Regions from separate parts of the Sus scrofa genome. Here region 1 is linked to region 2. Evidence: chromatin contacts called from public Hi-C data. All regions are on one chromosome and are shown on one strand. Each heading gives the region's core, a stretch centred on a gene start, on an enhancer-like site or on the middle of the called end of the contact. The rest is flanking DNA. Distances are from core to core; before and after follow the strand shown. Region 1 holds the start of SGO1 (shugoshin 1). Region 2 holds the start of KAT2B (histone acetyltransferase KAT2B).

What was found. A called contact is a pair of places that touch in the nucleus more often than the background predicts.
Region 1: a contact with region 2 is called in a Hi-C map of embryonic fibroblasts, with 3 times the contacts expected there. The contact joins the promoter of SGO1 here to the promoter of KAT2B in region 2. A contact is called at or near these places in 2 of 5 promoter capture datasets (fetal liver and liver), 9 of 47 Hi-C or Micro-C datasets (alveolar macrophages, embryonic fibroblasts, epiblast stem cells and 6 more) and 2 of 2 datasets of contacts at active chromatin or transcription factors (alveolar macrophages and skeletal muscle).

The regions. Positions count from the first base shown.
Region 1 is chr13:7,150,170-7,155,992 of Sscrofa11.1, reverse strand. It overlaps SGO1 (shugoshin 1), which reads left to right and starts at 2,791. Exons shown (of 8, transcript XM_003132070.4): 1 at 2,791-2,986; 2 at 5,458-5,615; 3 at 5,699-5,823. The coding sequence starts at 5,474.
Region 2 is chr13:6,982,181-6,987,572 of Sscrofa11.1, reverse strand. KAT2B (histone acetyltransferase KAT2B) reads right to left here and starts at 2,422. Exons shown (of 19, transcript XM_021071366.1): 1 at 2,230-2,422; 2 at 2,037-2,227. The coding sequence starts at 2,338.

The sequences.
Region 1 (5,823 bases), core at 1,542-4,041, 170 kb before region 2:
AGAGAACAAGCACACACAAAAAAATGCTCAACATCACTGATTATTAGAGAAATGCAAATCAAAACCACTAGGAAGTACCACCTCACACCTGTCAGAATGGCCATCATTAATAAGTCAACAAATAACAAATGCTGGAGAGGGTGTGGAGGAAAGGGAACCCTCCTGCACTGTTGGAAGGAATGTAAATTGATACAACCACTACGGAAAACAGTATGGAGATACTTCAGAAGACTAAATATGGAACTACCATATGACCCAGCAATCCCACTCTTGGGCATATATCTGGACAAAACTGTCCTTGAAAAAGATACATGCACCCATATGTTCACTGAAGCACTATTCACAATAGCCAAGACATGGAAACAACCTAAACGTCCATTGACAGATGAATGCATCAAGAAGATGTGGTATATATACACAATGGAATACAACTCAGCCATAAAAAAGAACAAAATAATGCCATTTGCAGCAACATGGCTGGAACTAGAGACTCTCATACTAAGTGAAGTTAGGAAGAGAAAGGCAAATACCACATTTCATGCTTATATCTGGAATCTAATATATGGTACAAATGAACCTTTCCACTGAAAAGAAACTCATGGACTTGGAGAACAGACTTGTGGTTGCCAACGGGTGGCGGGAGGGGAGTGGGATGGACTGGGAGTTTGGGGTTAATAGACGCAAACTATTGCATTTGGAATGGATAAGCAATGAGATCCTGCTGTATAGCACAAGGAACTATATCCAATCACTTGTGATGGAACATGATGGAGGATAATGTGAGAAAAAGAATGTTTGTATATGTGTATGACTGGGTCACTTTGTTGTACAGTAGAAATTTTTTCCACTATAATGGAAAAAACGAAATATTTTAAAATGTATAGTATTGGGCATGTATGAATCAGAAAGTTAAAAAAATGAAAACCTGTATCAGAGTTTCCATTTTTGTGCACTTACTATTAATTTCACTTTAAAAAGTGAATGTGTGTAAATGTATAACTGAATCACTTTGTTGTACAGCAGAAATTATCACAACATTGTAAACCAACTATACTTCAATAAAACTTTTTTAAAAATTGGAGCTAGAGTGTATTGGAAAATGAGACCAACTAGTATAATTAAAGGCACTTAAATACAAAGATTTTGCTTTTCCTCCACAGTATCTATCGTAATTTGTCATTGTGACATCATTCAATGTTGTTCTAAGCAAAAGAAAATTTAAAATTTCAAACATGCACATTTTACCATTCATCTTTACATTGCACAATGCCAGTTTAAATGCAAATATATGAGCATTTAACTTGCTTGTGCAGAATCACCAAAATCACATAATTCATATTTCATAGCTCTTACATGTATATATAGTTCGTTCTTACCTAACAGAAGAAATGCTGCACAAAAACTGTTTATATTTCATTTCTTTATATGTGCATATTCTACCAACACTTTCTTACCTTCAGTTTAGGAATGAGTAGAGATGGACTGAAAAGAAATTATGAGCTGTCCTATCGTTCATTTTCCTATGTCATCATTTTTAAAGTGGTTAGAAAATAGAAAACAGTAGCATTCCTCAGGTATTCATATTTCATAGAACACCATTGCCATGCTATGTCCAAAGCAAGTTCTGGTTCAAAAGAAACCGGAAAAGCCTCTCAGGGCTTTCAGCACCCCTATATCTCCAATTAGAGAGGTACCGACTGATATGGAACCTGCCCACAGAATTCCAGGAGACCCACAGAGCATTTTCAAAAGAAAATTCAGAGAAAGTCACTTGATGTGAATGTTTTACTAAGAAACAAACTGCGAATCAGGAGACCTCTAACTAGAAGTGATTAGAAACTCTTCGCTCAGCAGTTACAGCTCAGTTCATAAAGCCTGAATGAGGGAGTCCATTTTCGCTGTTGTTGCGACTGGTTACCAGAAACTTCTACTTTTTTTGATTAGTAGAATCATTATACTTGTTTGGAGCTCATTGGCTACAACCCAAACACTAATATTAGCATGTTAGCGATAAGGTCACAGAAACATGAAGAATTTTTACAGCTTAAATTTTGTTTTAAAGTCAGAGCCAGCACTTTAGGGAAATCACTCTGACAACACAAGCTAACCGAGCCTGCCATCAGAACAGGCACTGGTACAGTTAATAGAAAAGGATTAGGTAGTTGTCTAGAGCATGGAAAATAGTGGGGTGTGGACCTGAAAATACTTAGAAAGTAGAATTGACAGGACTGGGTAACTGGACGTGGAAAAGCTAAGGGAGAATAATCAATAAGGAAAATTCCCCGGGCTTCTGGGCAGGTAACTGGACGGGTGGTGCCACTTCCTGAGGGTTAAAGAAACAAAGGTAGTTGGGCAAAGAGAAAGCAGCTGGAGCTGAATATTTCAAATATCTGCAACTTCGCTAATAAAATTCCTTTAATCCAAAAACGGGTCCCTATTTTGGTTTGAATATCCCTTTAGCTGCCTCCGGGCTGCAGGCTGACAACTAGGAACATTTTTCTCACAAGAGGGAGCCCTTGCACACCACCTCGAAGACCGGCTGCAGTACGACTAAAGAAACAGGAAGCTTTGAACGCCCTAAAACACCCGTCCTTAAAGGTGTCGGAGAGGCTCCACCCCAAAAAGCCAACAACTCGGAGGCGGAGGCGAACTGAGCCGACGGGTTGACTCTGCCTGACAACTGGCTCCGCCCTCCCGGAAGGGGGGGCGGGTGCCCGGATGTGGGTTCTCAGCAGCAGTGTTTCGCGCGAGGCCGCCGGGCGGGGCGGGGTTCTGCCGGCTCCAGAGTGTCACGTGACCCAAGCTAGCCAGCCAATGGGTGAGCGCGGCGGAGAATTTCGAATGTGATCGTAGCAGTCAGCGGGCGGCTAGAGACGGTGCGGGAGCCTTGCGGGGCCTGGAACTCACGGCGCGCACGGCAGACAGCCTCGCGGAGCCTTGGAATGTGAGGAGGAAGGCTACAGCTGTGGCAGAAGCCGTGGCCAAGGTATTGTGGTGGACGCCCCCGCGGGAGGCGCGTCTCCGGGCCTCTTCCGGCAGCCCCCACCTCCCGCCCCGCTTTCTCGGAAAAGAAGGGGTCGCAGGTTTTTCCGGCGTGGCGCTGGGGGTAGTGACCCCTGTCCCCCTTCCCTCGGGACGTCCCTGTGGTTCTGAGTTCAATGGCGAAAAACTCAGGCTGTGAAGTAGGCCTGAACGGTTGCCTTTCTCTGTTCGGCCACCCGACCTGGGCTTTTCGATGCTCAGTTTCCTCTAATGTTAAATGGAGACCCAAACCTCCCGCCTTGCCGAATTGTGTGATTTAAGTGATGTGTAAATAAAGCGTTTTCAGTGACTAAAAGCCCCAAGTTCAACATCAGGGCACACACTGGCAGCTCTCCTGTGCAGCGCCATAACGTTGACGTCCCTTTCTTTTGATGTTTCTCTTACCCTGGAGAAGTGTCCTGTGCGGCTGCCCCAGCAGCAGAAATGGTGAAAGAATTTTAGTGGATATCACATATTCTAGGTTCTTTTGACTCGAGACCCCTTACCCGAATACTGGACAGACGGAGACTACCCTGATTGTTGTCATTCATTCTTCCCACCACACCCCCTTTGAACACCATGGGCCTAGACAGGAATGAGGCCTCTGATGCGACAACTTTCTTTTGTTATATTAAGTTCATCAAATGGAATGACGAATATTTTTTAGATGTGCTTTGCTTTTTAAATACCTTATCTAGACTAACTCGGTTAGTTACCTAATCTGTATACTCTCAAACATCTCCAGGTTCAAACAAAAACTCCATTGTGTCAGGCTATTTTATACAACCCACTTAACACTAGTGCTTTAAAAAAAAAAAATTGTGCTTGCTCTACTGGAAACATCCAGTATATATTATATCTACATTGGAAGAAAGAAAATATTTAAATGAAATGGACAATATCTATATTAAAGACCCCAGAGTAAAATAAGGAAGGCCTGGAGGAAATACTCAAGAAAATATAAGGTTCAGGAAAATATTTGACTAACTTAGAGGAGATAAAACTATCCTTTGTAGTGAAAGTTGTATATGGATGGTTGTCAGAAACAGGAATTATATTTTGCAATTTTAAGATCTGCAAAGTACAATCTAGGGCAAAAGATGTTCATGAAAAGTAGTTTGACATACTTAGTAGCAGAATACTGAAGCATGTCTGAGTTGCAGCACTGAAAGATTTAAGCATACTTAACGTACTCAATAGCACAGTCCACTGGCAGTGCATTTTTCTACTCTATATAGAACAATAATTATATCATGTCTTATCTTCTGTATTCATAATTGACTCGGAGTTAGCAGGCCTGAGTTTTAGAAATGACTGAGACAACTGGCATGTTCCTGTGCCCCAGTTTCTGCTTTTTCTGGCCCTGATTGTTATAGCCCAGTACCTATGGAGATCACCTGACTTTCTTGGGCATGTGTGCATAGCTTATGTAACTGGAAAGCAAGGCTTATATATAAGATTGCCTCTGAACTAATGCTTTACACCTAAGTAACCTGAAAAGTTGGTCATAAATACTGTTTTAGGGAGTTCCCGTCATGGCTCAGTGCTTAATGAATCTGACTAGGAACCATGAGGTTGTGGGTTCGATTCCTGGCCTTGCTCAGTGGGTTAAGGATCTGGCGTTGCCATGAGCTGTGGTGTAGGTCACAGATGCTGCTCAGATCTGGCGTTGCTGTGGCTGTGGTGTAGGCTGGTGGCTACAGCTCTGATTAGACCCCTAGCCTGGGAACTTCCATATGCCATGGGTGCAGCCCTAGAAAAGACAGAAAGACAAAGAATAATAATAAAATAAATAAATACTGTTTTAGGGAATGTCAAAATATATTAAGCATTTCCCATAGTGCCTAGTATGTTGTAATCCCACAATGAGTATTTGTCAAATAATAAATAAGTGCGTGTAATAGAGTCTTTGGGTTGCAAATCCACATTTATGAAACCTTTGCTACAAAGTACCCAAGAGGATAAAATTATGCCAAAAGTAATAATGCAATTTATTTATTTAGTCTTTTTGTCTTTTTGCCTTTTCTAGGGCCGCTCCCACAGCATATGGAGGTTCCCAGGTTAGGAGTCTAATCGGAGCTGTAGCTGCCGGCCTACACCAGAGCCACAGCAACTCGGGATCCAAGCCACGTCTGCGACCTACACCACAGCTCATAGGAATGCCAGATCCTTAACCCAATGAGCGAGGCCAGGGATCACAACCTCATGGTTCCTAGTCGGATTTGTTAACCACTGAGCCACGATGGGAACTCCAGTAATAATGCAATTTAAAAGCTGCAAAATATGGATTATTACTAGGTTAACTATCTTCTTTGAGCTAATTCTAGTTACTGAGTCGCCAATCTATTTTTTATGAACAACCTGTATTTTCAATCTTGTTTTATATTTGATGATATCATCTCTTAGAAAAATTAAATATTTTTTATTGTTTTAAAGTCCTTACAGGCAGAAGATGGCCAAGGAAAGATGCCTTAAAAAGTCCTTTCAAGATAGTCTTGAAGACATAAAGAAACGAATGAAAGAGAAAAGGAATAAAAACTTAGCAGAGATTGGCAAACGAAAGTCTTTGATAGCTGCACCATGCCAAATAATCAGTAAGAGATTTTCATGCTGTCCTTTCCATCACCTTTTAAGGTTAGATTTAATAACTGATTAAAGAAAATTTATCCTCTTTTAGCCAACACTTCTACACTGCTAAGAAACTACCAAGACAACAACAGAATGTTGGTTTTAGCTTTGGAAAATGAAAAATCTAAAGTGAGAGAAGCCCAGGATATCATCTTACAACTGAGGAGAGAGTGT
Region 2 (5,392 bases), core at 1,173-3,672:
AATAGAAATTGACACTTTCAGAGTACCCCAGAGGCAGGAAGAGAGACTTTTTAATACGAGAGGTTTTCCCTTCCCAGAGGTTTGGTTATGAATGTGAAGGTGAAACACTCAAGTCACAAACTTTAGAGAAGGTCACTCATGAAAATTTAAAAGAATCAAGAATTTCAATGCAGGGCACATATGCTCATGGTTTTACACCAGATCAAAACTTGAGGAAAGTTTTCAGACATTAAGGCAGCAGCAGGCAGAAGAGAAAAGGTGTGCATGATGGAAACCCAATAAAAAGCAAGGACAGAAACATGGAGCTGACACAATTCCTATATGAGCACACACTGGCTGCTAAACACCTAGTCCATCCAGCAACTGACCCTGTACTTACCTCTGTGCAGTTCCTCCTTCAGACCTCTACTCTTCCCACCTTGTTCCAATTTGGGTAACGCCCTTCATACCAGCACATGGCCCTTCACCTTTCTTACAAGCACACTCCCCACTTGATCTTTTTGCATTCCTTCTTCAGAAATACCAACCATGTGGTGTTCTTGTTTGACAGTTTCAGTTTTTTTGGCCAAATTCGAAAGGGACTAATCCTATAATGTCCAGGTCTGACTAGGGTCTTGTTACTTGGAGTGTGGTCAGTGGACTAGCAACTCATCACATTTCTGAGAGTTTATCAGAAATGCAGCCTCTCAGCCCCAGCCCAGTTCTACTGATGCAGAAGCAGCATTTAATCAGCTCGGCAGAAGATTCCTAGACACAATAAAGTTTGAGAAGTCCGGTGCTAGAGCCTACATTCATTCGGGGCTAGATCCTACATTCATTCAACCAAGATTTATTATGCCCGGGCAGGGTCTACAGCAGGTGTTCAAAGTACAGGAGGATGTGAATGGCGTGGAAAAGGGAAAGTACAGGCATTCCATTGCAGTGGAGAAGCTCTAAAAGCAGCAACACCAGGGAGAGGGGTTCTAACAGGGTTAATAATCTTTCACCAAAATTCAGACGTGACCTGCTGCAGCTAGGCTGTGGAGATCTGGAATCTGGGAACTGGACCCCGTTTTGCAGCAGGCGGGAGGAATACAGGGGAGGTGTGTGTGTGTGTGTGTGTGTGTGTGTGTCTCTTCCCCGCCTCGGCCACAGGCCGCAGGAGCTGACAAGGCCAAGTCCCCGCCCCCCTCAGCTGTCACCCTGTCAAAACAAAGCCGCTGCTGACAGCGCAGGGCCAGCCTGCCCCGCGGCCTCGGCCAATGTCGCCACTCCAGAAGCTCGGCGCCCACATCTGGATCCGCAGCTCAGGGGTGACTGGGTGCCCAGAGCTGGCATGGAAACGGGATGGCGAGAAACGCGCGTTCTCAAACTGAGCAGTAGCGCCCGCCGCGCTGGGCTGTCACCTTGCCAAATCCTGTTTACACCCCGAGAGGCTGGCGATTCAACTAAACAAGTAATAATACAATAATGACGGGGCTGTCACCGCGCACCTTAACGCCTCTGCCGTCCGCGGAGGGCGCCCGCAGCTCTAAGACCCTGCCTCGGGCTGCACCCAACTTCCCACCCTGCGCGTTCCGCCCCTTAGAGCTCCCAAAGCGCTGGGAGTCAGGGATCCCACTCCAGCCACACTCCTTCCACCCAGCTCCGCCCCACGGAGCACAGGGAAAGGAGGGCGGAGAGGGGACGCTCAGATCCCCAAAGATGTTTTTTTGGCCCTAGGGCGCTCGCCGCACAGTGAGCCCAGCTCCACTCCCAGGAAGGCGCCTCCGGCGAGCTCCTACAGAGCAACAAAGCCCCAGGGCAGCCCAGGAGCGCGAACGCAGCGGCAACTCTTTCCAAAGGGAAGGAAGGAAAGGCTCTCCGTCGCGGAGATCAATTCTCCCTCCCGACAGGACTCTGGTCCGAGAAGCTGCTAATTGGGCGCGGGCACAGCAGCACTTCCGCGGTGCAGCGGCCCCAGGCGGGAGGCGGGAGGTGGGGGCGGGAAGGGGAGGGGGTGGGGTCCTGCGGGCCTGGCCGCTGCTCCTCGGGCGGGCCCCGAGCGGAGCGCGTACCTTGCAGGCGGAGTACACTCCGAGTTTCTCCAGTTTCTTGGCCCGCGGAGCGGAGCGCAGTTGCGCCTTCTTCACCGCGATCCGGGCCGAGCCGCCGCCTCCCGGTCCCTCGGCTGTGCCCGCCGCCGCCACCGCCGTCGCCGGTCCGCAGGCACCCGAGCCCCCGGCGGCGGCGGCGCAAGGGGAGCCTGCGGGGGCGCAGGCGGCGGCGCGGGGGGCGGCGGGGGTAGCGCCCCGAGCCCAGCCCCCGCCCCGGCCCCCGCCCCGCCGCCGCCCGGCCCGGCCCCGCCAGCCTCGGACATGCCGCCCCGGAGCACGGCAGGAGGCGCCGAGTGTCAGGCGCCGCCGCCGCCAGGGTCTCTCTCTCGGGCTCTGGTCGCCGGGAGCGCGAGACCCTCCCCCCGCGCCCTCCCGCCCCTGCGCCCACCCCCCTCCCCGCCCCCGCCCTCCCCGCGCACCGCCCGCCCGGCTCGCTCCGGCCGCGGCCCGCGCGCTGACGGTGGTGGTGGCGGCGGCAGCTGCTCCCCCCGGAGGGAGGGGACTAGCGGCTCCACGGCCGCCGCCGCCGCCACTGCGCCCGCCCTCCCCTGGCTCTTCTCCCCGGGGCCCCGCTCCGCGCGCGGGCCGCGGACATGTTCCCGGGGTGCCTGCGGCGGGTGCTGGCTCCGGAGGAAGGTCGGGCCAGGCACTCCCCCCACCCCGGTAGCTTCCCGCTGCCTGCGGGGCGTGCACCCCCCACCCGGCGCCTGGCACCAGGCGCTCGCCCGCCAGGGGGCGAGGCCAAGCCGGAGGTGGGGGGGACGAGAAGGAGGGTAGGGGCCGGCGCCCAGGCACCTGCTGGCCGCCTCCATCTCAGCAGTCCCCCTTACCCAGCCGACCCCGCCTAGGATGGGGTCGCCGGGGGCGGCAGGGGGGGGAGAGACTCCCATCATCTGTCCCTCCCCACTATTCCACCCTTTCGCAGAACGAAGACAACTTCCTCCACCCTAGCGGGAGCCAGAGGGAAAAAAAAAATATTTTTGAAAAGTACCCGTCCGTGCTAATCCTTTTCTTTGTTGGTAATTCAACCAAAATAAAAGCGTGATGTTTTCCATTTCTCTTTTTAGATACTTTTCTGCCCAACTTCTTTCCTTTAAGAACAGTTTCTTCCTATAAGCAATTTCTAGATCCCACCAGCCAGAGAAAGGAAAAGACTGTTAATCGATATTTTCTGTAATTTTTGTTTGAAAGTGCTGGTTGTTAAAAAGAATGCTAGTCCAAAAAGCACTATTAGAATGAAAGCTACTCGCAGTGGGAAAAGTTCGTTAACAGGACTCATCTCCGCAGGGTGGGACTATAACCTTGTTACTTTTTTTTCTATAATGTTGCATAGTTTTCAGAATTGATATCACCAGCATGCATATTAACCATGAAAAAAAACTTCAGCAGCGTCCAAAAGAATGTGTTGGTTTTGGCTTCAAACTTAAAAACAAAAACAAAACAAAAAACTGAAAAACTCAACTCAGCATTTTCAACTTTGTTGAAACTGTTGAAAGCTACCGTTTTCATTGTTGATGACAATGAGGGTGGTGTTTAGTAATTCAGAGAACACGTTTCAGTTTTTCATTTGAAAGCTGTGCACCTTTGGTCTGCCTCTCTAGAGCAGTTTTTGAAAACACAGGGCTATATCTCAGGACCTGTCACAAATGCCCTGCTTTTGTAATATGAGTCATAATTTTTATGTAATATGGGTCATAATGTGTGTGGGTTTTCGTGTTTGTTTTGGTTTTTTTTTTTTTTTTTTTTTTTTTTTGGTCTTTTTGTCTTTTTAGGGCTGAACCCACAGCATATGGAGGTTCCTAGGCTAGGGCTTGAATCAGAGCTGTAGCTGTCAACCTGCACCACAGCCATAGCCACAGCCACAGCCACAGCCACTCGGGATCCAAGATGTGTCTGAGACCTACACCACTGTTCACAGGCAACACCGGATCCTTAACCCACTGAGCCACACAAGAACTTCAAAAAAAATTACAAATATTAAAGTCTAGTTGATTGTGCTCATGCTTAAAGTTTAGGGGTGCAGTGCCCTGATATGTGCAGTGTGCTTTAAGAAGCATTAAAAAAAAAAAAAAGATGAATTGATGCATCTGTGAAAGGGCAGATAGGCAGATGAACAGACAGATATGTGATAAAGCAAGCAGAGCAAAATGTTGAGTTGAATATAGGTACAGGGATGTTCATTGTGCTGTCCTTTTAAACTTTTTTCTGTATGTCTGAAATTTTCATCATAAAATCACCCATCACCTCATCCTAAACTGTCCCCAGAATTCAAGAGGCAGGCTATTTCCAGGATGTTTTGAAGCAGAATAAAACAACCTTATTTCATTCCACCCTGAAAACCATCACTGTCTGAATGGTGAATGGCATGTGACATCCACTGAACATTATTTTTCATTATTTCCCTGCTTGGAGCATCCAGATGACATACTGCCTTAGGCTGAAGGCCCACAGTTCCAAGGCCTATTCAAAGTGGATTATGAGCACCAGGCCAGGACATTTCAAGGGCAAAGGATTCAGGAGGCTTGTTGCTTCTATGTAATCAGGCTGCTGTGAGTGTGAGCGTTTAGTAAGCTCCTATGCACAGAGTCCTTTTAGGAAGTGAGCATCAAGAAAGTGAAAAGCAATGTTTTCATTTACAAAGTGTTCGCAATTGTGAAGGATGTCAATCTAAAATGGAGAATCTCATGCTTGTGCCCTGAGAAGAGCAGAACTTAGAACTTAAGAACTGAGATGGATTTGTGCTAATGCTTCACAGAAGACCCAGACTTACCTCCTGAGCAATGAACAACCACCAAGAGTCTCTCCCCATCCTCAAGCCAATGATCATACCGATTGGCCTCCAGCCAGACTCCCTGTCTTGAATCTCCCTACCCAAAAATTCAGCCCACCCACACCCTTAGCACACTTGCCTGTGGCTTGCTGTGGTTTGCATTTCCTGGAATTCCAATTCCCATGCTATTCCCAAATAATCTCAATTTCTGGTTGTTCAGTGTTGCCTCAGTTTACCTCTTTATTTAGGTTGACACAACTTGCTTAGGTAGGAAAATCACAATTGAGGTAGAGCTTCCCTGCCTGCCAGCTTGAAACTCTCACAAGCATCCTGTTCTAATAAATCTATTTCTTGCCTAAAAAAATAAAAAAGAAAGAAAGAAAAGAGAGAAAATCCTACAATAAAAAAATATGAAAGTCTTGAAGAGTAGGAATTGAGGGAGCAGGTTGATCCCTGGAGGTTATTTCTGGCTTATTAATACTGTAGGATGTTACACAGCTGACACAAAGAATGACCTTTATACAAATGTAATAGCATAGGAAATACT